Linked DNA regions of Mus musculus: region 1 is linked to region 2. Evidence: chromatin contacts called from public HiChIP or PLAC-seq data. All regions are on one chromosome and are shown on one strand. The core of a region is the stretch at or near the end of the contact, and the rest is flanking DNA. Distances in the headings are between cores, read along the strand shown.

The links. HiChIP or PLAC-seq counts read pairs in DNA pulled down with a chosen protein or histone mark.
Region 1: a contact with region 2 is called in an H3K4me3 HiChIP or PLAC-seq map of forebrain, with 3 times the contacts expected there. The contact joins the promoter of 9530027J09Rik here to the enhancer-like site in region 2. A contact is called at or near these places in 7 of 39 promoter capture datasets (the 3T3-L1 cell line, the C10 cell line, frontonasal cranial neural crest and 3 more), 10 of 484 Hi-C or Micro-C datasets (the G1E-ER4 cell line, double positive thymocytes, embryonic fibroblasts and 5 more), 1 of 115 datasets of contacts at active chromatin or transcription factors (forebrain) and 1 of 9 other capture datasets (embryonic stem cells).

The regions. Positions count from the first base shown.
Region 1 is chrX:48,283,364-48,286,769 of GRCm38.p6, reverse strand. It overlaps 9530027J09Rik (RIKEN cDNA 9530027J09 gene), which reads left to right and starts at 1,344. Exons shown (of 4, transcript NR_045916.1): 1 at 1,344-1,375; 2 at 3,123-3,204.
Region 2 is chrX:48,015,678-48,019,057 of GRCm38.p6, reverse strand. No RefSeq gene overlaps it. Among named protein-coding and RNA genes, the nearest start is that of Apln, 17 kb to the left of the region's middle. Within about 2 kb of position 1,952, at least 46 of the 459 cell types and tissues checked have an H3K27ac peak or open chromatin away from gene starts, as enhancers often do. A contact at or near this core is called in forebrain, where this site is marked.

The DNA.
Region 1 (3,406 bases), core at 95-2,594, 270 kb before region 2:
GAGGCAGGCATTTGCCTCCTGCATAAGTACTTTCATCAGCTTTACACACCATTGCTTGTCCATCCCTTTGGGCACCATGCTGTGCCTGGCGCAAGCTAGTAATCCCCAACTGGTCCTGGCCCTTGCCAGTTTACAACCTTAAGTCACAAAGGCGGGCAGTTAACAAACACATCCAGTTATCTGCCAATCACAAGAGATCCATTGAGTGAGCTAGGGTGAGGAACAGGGACCTCCTTCAAAGAACTTCCAGTCTGCTGCGTAAATAAGGTTTTGGCAGAAGAGGTTCAGGGGAGAGATACCGCCAACGTCGGCATTATGGAACAGATATATTTTTTAGTTATTGGCCTGTGGCTTGGTTCTCTACTTAAGACACAACCCTCACCTGAGATGAAAGAGTTTAGTTCCAGGCCCTCCACCTGCAGACAGTTGATACAAAGCACTAGGCTGAGAAGTGCATGCCCCCTGTCTCCCTGGGTGGTCAGGGCTTATCACTTGTTTTCACTGATGGAGCCCGATGGACCATAACTAAACTACAGCCCCTGATGCTGGGAGGATTTTCGGTACAGCATCTCAACCTAGGCCCGCTGAGCGCGAGACCTCAGGTGGGAGCAGCCTACTGAATGCACAGGTTTTGGGTGAAGACTGAAGGAGGCTTTGGGTAAAGACATCCCTGGCATTCTGGTCGCAGTGTCTCCCCTGGGCGCGCCGGGCAGGCCAGAGGAGCCGCGCTCAGCAGGTCCCTATACTCTTCCGACGGGCACAAGGTCCCGGGCGGGTTCCGAGAGCCGGACTATGTAAAGGCGGCCAGGACTGGCCCAGTTTGGGTTTGTGCTCCTAGGGCTGTGGGTCCGATCGTGCGGTGCCCGCACCATTGCAAAGAAAGAGGCTTCCCCGAGGGCGGGTTGCACCGTGTCCCGGACCGGGCGACTTTGGGGCCTGGGCGAGGTAGCAAAGCAGGGCGGAGGGAGGAGTGCAAGTGTGGGGAGAACGCGCGGGAGCCCGAGCCCGCGGCCCGAAAAGGGTGGGTCTGGGATCTGCGGAGGTTGTGGCGGGAGGAGCGAACCAGGGAACGAGGGAGGTGGGCCCGGCTGGAGGGCCCCGAGCCACCGGGGATTGGCGGGGGGGGGGGGGGGGGCGGAGCGCCGAGGGTGGAGATGGGGCCGCGGGAGGGAGGGGAGCCGGCGGGGCGCGGCCAGGGGGCGGGGCGCCCGGACCTGGGGAAGATAAGAGCGTGCTCGCGGGGAGCGAGGGCGGGCGGGAGGGAGGGGCGGGGGACTTAGAGACCAAAGAGGAGACAAAAGGACCGGGTGTGTGGGAGGGGCATAGACAAGCGGGGGCTAGGGGAGGGGCGCCAGGGGACGACTCGCAGGGAGGGGTGTGTGAGTGTGTGTGTGGGGGGAATGGCGTGGGAGGGACTTAGAGTGGGACGTGAAGGGACAGCATAAGAGAGCGCGGGGGTACAGAGAAAGGGGGGGGGCAGGAGTGCTCCACCACGCTGGCCACGAAGGGGAGGGGACACCGTGAAGTGGAGGCCGCTGGGAGGAACGGCCACACACAGGGAGGGAGGTCCCGGGGATGGATGGACAGTCCGCTAGAAAGAGGGACCCGGAGGGGAAGGGTGTACAGACTCGGGGAGAAAGCCTTTCGAGAACCCAAGGGTGGAGGCTGATGGGCGTGTATCAAGCGCGGAGGGCTGGGATTGAAAGCTGCCCTTTGGGATGACCAAAAGACCAGTGGGGGCTGCAACAGACGGGACAGGGCTACTAAGGAGGGCGAAAACTGCTCAAGGGAAAGTGGAACCTAAGAGGGTTGTAGAAGGGTGGCGGGGGTGGCTTCGGGCTCGGCAGGAAGGCGCCACCACCGCCTTCTGCCCGTCCCCAATGTGCCCCGCCCCGTCCGGGGGCCCTAAGGGCAGCGGCCGGGCCATGGGGGAGCCGAGCCAGGGCGGTACCATTCGGAACGGGAGGGGGGGTTGGGGGAAGGGAGGAGCCAGGGGTCAGAACCCTGTTGGGGGCGGGAGGGGGGCGCCACACCCTGGGAAAAAGGCTTGGGCACATCCAGAGCCGACCAATCAGTAAGCAAAGCCGGGGTGGCGTCAAGGGGCAGCTTTGGCCAATAGGAAGGAAGAACACTTCGGAGGTTCGGAGGAAGAAAAGGAAAAAAAAAAAAAAAAGAGCCCCACGAAACAACAATTGAATCCGTTTGGGGGCTTGGAAAACGGGGAGTGGGCGTCGTTTATGTCATGTTCCAGCGTCTGCCCTCGCCTTCGAAGGATGGGGTGGCTTGCATCACTTTAGTGTTGTATGGCGCAAACATCGCGCAGAAGGGTCCCGAGAAAGTAGACCCGGAATTGTCCACTTATTGGTGCTTCGATTTGGGAACTGGTTTGCACAGAGATGGCAGCTTTGTGCTTAAGAGTGAAAGAATGTTGAGGTATCTTAAATGGAGGCAGGAGGAGGTAGAGGTTCCTCATTCCCCTTCACTGGCTACCGATTTAAGTGACAGCTAGCGGAGCGGATTATGGACAATCTCAAGCCAGTGCATAAGTTAAAAAATGTCCTTTGGGCATTGAACACTACTCATTATATTTATTTCCCTTGACAGCCAGTCCCAGGTACTTCCTGAGGACTATTGGTAAGAGCACACACAGTTACCACTCAGAAATTCTGGGAGAAAAAAAATTGTATGACTTTTGACTTCCAAGTTAGCCTAAGGTTCTAGTTCCTGATTCACCATGTAACATGGGACTTATCACATTCTCTGAAATCTTATCGTATGGAAATCAAGGTATTGGTAGGTAGGCAGCTGGAGGTCTAACCATTTTGGAATTCATTTGGAGAGTAGTAGCATGCCTGACAGAGGTCCAGATGGAATGGGTGGGTGGGTGGGGGGTTGTAAAGACCCAAAACCATGGTAGCAATAGGACCGGTGATCTAAAGGTCTAAAGCTGCAACCGTAGCATAGTGTGTCTCAGAGGGGTTCACACCTTCCAGCATATTCTGAGTTTGGATCTTGTGATAAGGTTCTGAGGGGTGAGTCTCCCCTAGAGAACACGAGGTGCAGCGTGGTTTAGGGCCTTGGGCATGCTAAGCACTAATGCTGCCACTGCATTACACCACCAGCCTGCCACCCATGGATACAAAAGTCCGCGTTAATGACCATATGGCTGAATCCTGCTTGAATCCCTGGTGAGGAACTGGCTGGGTGAGTTAGAAAGGAAACACGTTTACTTCTGAGATTGCATACGTGTCCCTGTAAAGTGAGGAAAAAGCCTGTCTTGTTACTATGAAGACATACAAAAAACCGATACTGCTCTTTCAGCTTTCTGTCGACATGCCTCCATGGCTCTACTTTTAGGGGTTGCTGGGGGGGGGGGGGGATCAAACCTGGGCCTTGTAGGTATATA
Region 2 (3,380 bases), core at 703-3,202:
AGGGAATGGCTCCACTCCCGCTGTTCTCATTTCTGAGAGTCCAGGGATTTGAGCTCATTTAACCTTATCGTTCTTCTGCCTGTCTGGCTACAAGGTCCCACATATCCTACATAAAAATACTAGCCCACCTTGCCCAATCTCAGCAAGCAAAATCCCCTGGTGAGGTCATTAGCTGAGTTGAGTATCTGAGCCACTACATTGGGACTGAAATGTCAGATCAGAGTCTAATGAATCCCCGAACCTGACTCAAAGGGAAACTGGATGTGACCAGAATGACGGGAGCTCAGGAAAAGCCCATTCAGTTTCTAGAAATGAGCTTCAAGTAAGAGCTCATTGCAAAGAGTCGCTTTGTCCTTCTTCCAGAGGTACAACGCACCAGTCACAGCCCCAGCCTTTCTAAGATGTACCCTCTATGGCTCCTCTAACTGTGGCTGTAACTCTTTCGTGCACAAGTCCAAGAAGGGAGGCACTGCCCTTTCCATCTGCCCCCCTCTCGATAGGGCGCCCCTAAGTTCTGAGAAGGGTTGTAACAGAAAGGAAGCTGCCATGCCAGCTCTGGAACTTGATAACTGGGTCCCTGCTCATCCTTCACTTCCCTTACTACCCTGTGGAGATGATCCTTGTACCCTTGGGTCTTTAGGCTCAGTGAAGAGATTGAAACTAAAAGCAACCTGAAAAGAAAACCGCTACTACAAGCATGCTCCTGGGGAGTTCAAAGCTCTTGGGGTCAGTACAGGGCCCTGCCCTTGGTGGGACGCCTTCTCTCTCTCTCCAGATGGTACAGGAGGATGCAGAGCTAACAGGCACTTGGTGGGAACTTCAGCCAAACCATCATGTCACAAGGCAAGCCAGTGTTTATTGAGTACTGACGTGCTAGGTGCTATTCTGTGTGCTTTCCTTCTACCATACTGATTGAATCCCCAAGACAACGACACTAGGCAGAAACTCTCACCTCCATTTTTGTGGACGTGAAAAGCAAAGCTCAATGTGCTTAAGCAAATTGCCTATAGTCACACAGTTAGTAAGCTGTGCCAAGATTTAAAGACTGCAGTCTACCTCCAGGACTATGACTGAACCATCTATACAATCCTTGCTGAGCAGTTGCTTTGTCTCTGCTTGCTTACCTCCAGTAATGAGGAGTTCATTACCTCGAAAGGCAGCCTGCTTTGCCAGTGGACTCTTCTGGCAAGTCTACCCAGGTTTTAGTTACTCAGACGTCACAATGATCTAAGTTTCCTAAAGATACAAGTAAGGGAGAGGTTATAGCAGATATTCCTCTTGTTCATCCTCACACAGCAAATCTGAGGATTTCTTTGAGCTCAGAGAAATCTTGATGTCATTTTGGGGGAGGGGCTGACGTTTAGTGATACCTCTCCTCTTATCACAGAATTCCCCCAAGGGACCTAGGCTTCTTTGTTACCCCATGGTCCTGATACAGTGACTGAGAACCAGATAGGGTTGAAGCGGGAAGTAAAAATGGTTCTATCCACCTTGACCTTCTTTTCAGTTGAGGACAGTGGATGATCAGGCCTTGTCTCTAGTTCTAACCCTGAGCATCCACAGCACCGAGTGTATTAATAGATGCTCACTAATGCCAAATGAATGAACGAGCTCCAAGAGTGTGAAGTGCAAGCCCACAGCCTCCTTTCTGGCTGGCCTCAATTTCCTGCAAGAGTTAGTTTTGCATCCTGCATTGAGAGCCTTAAAAGCAGCATTTCCATGGTAACAAAGCATAGACTTGCCACTTTGAAGGGCCAAATTTTTTTCTGTCACACAGAATCTGAGCTTACTCCAGAAAAAAAAAAAAAAGCCCTAAATGCCTCCAGTGTCTGAGTAGCAGGCAACTGTTAGTTGGGAGACCTGAGGAATAGGCACTGCCAAGGGCAGATCCCCCAGAGCATATCTCCTCAGGGAAGTTCTTGGGCCCATCAACAGCGCTGGAGTTTCCATGGTAACAACACTAGGCTAATGGGTTGCCAGGGTGACAGCGCGCTACTGCTAAGATTGCACGGGACTGGACCACACAGGGCCACTGAGTTGAAAAGATGCTAATAACACCTTTCTGAGTCTCTATGACAACAACACTCAAACACCCTGTCAGCTTTGTCCTGAATGCAGATTAGACCCCTACCCTTCACCCTCAGCAAAGAATGCCCTGAAAGGTGGGCCCCCTAGCCCAGTGTGCTTTGGATTGTGCCCCTGCTCTTCCTTTCCAGAGGGAAGGGAAGGGAAGGCCCAGAATTGTTTCCTTCCCTAAGGAAACGAGACTCATTTTGCTTACCTTACTGATTCTCAGACTGCCAGGTTAAAAGAGCCTGGGTCTACAAGAAGGTCTGGGACAGGAACAGGGCTTGGCCCGATAGACGTGGGAGCAAATAGAGCTTTGGCTACCTTCTGGGCCCAGTGCCTCTCACTGCGGCTGTTTTCAGGCTACTTGGGTTCATGTAGTCCAGGAGCAAAGCCAGGAATGCTGGGCCAGACTTTTCAAACTCTTTGCAAAGCCATAGCCCAGATAAATTGTATCAAAGCTCTCGGCATCACCAATTGAGTCTCACTCTTCTTCCTACCAGTGTCCTCCCACCCCAGGCACCCACAATTCTGTGGAACACAATTTGAAAAGTCTCAACTTTGGATCATTTCTAACTTGGATTCTTTGATCCCAGAGACTACTCGGGCTTCTAGGTTTTCTACCTGTTTGTGGAGTTGGTTAAAAAAAAAAAAAAAGGTGTGTGGGGGGAGGGGAGAGAAGCTTCTATTGTGTGGCCAGGCAAAAGCATTTAGGGCAGACTTTCCAGAATTGGCTTCCACACTTGTTACGTGCTAGCCAGTAGTTTAGGACATGCTTTCTGTGTTAGCCATCATGTCTTCTTCAGAACAAGCCATCAAGGCAGGCATGACTGACTCCATTTAATGAAGGACAAAGGAAGCTCAAGGCAGGGAAAAGGGAATCCCGGCGCACCAACCTGGGTGAACATCTCTTCACAAGGGGTGCTACTTATGAGTTCCAGCAGAGAATTCTGTGAGCAATGATGACCTATGACCTCTCTCTGGTGACAATGAGCTGAAACAGGTGGATCCATCCAAGTCATTAGAGACCCCTTACAGCCCCCCCCCCCAAGGCGCCTGTCATTATCCACATGCAACACATTGCCTTGTCAGGGGAAGTATTATCTCTCCACAATGTTGCACAGCTGCAAGCTGTAAAAGGCATATGATCTTGTTAGAACGTGGATAGCTATGGTGATTCCCAGTTACCATGGAAACTTAGGAAGGTGTATGGCCATCAGCTGCACCAAAGGTCTGTCCTTATTTGGTGTGGTGGGACACACCTAAAATCCGAGGACATGGAAAGCTGAGGCAGGGGGTCTACAGAGCAAGAC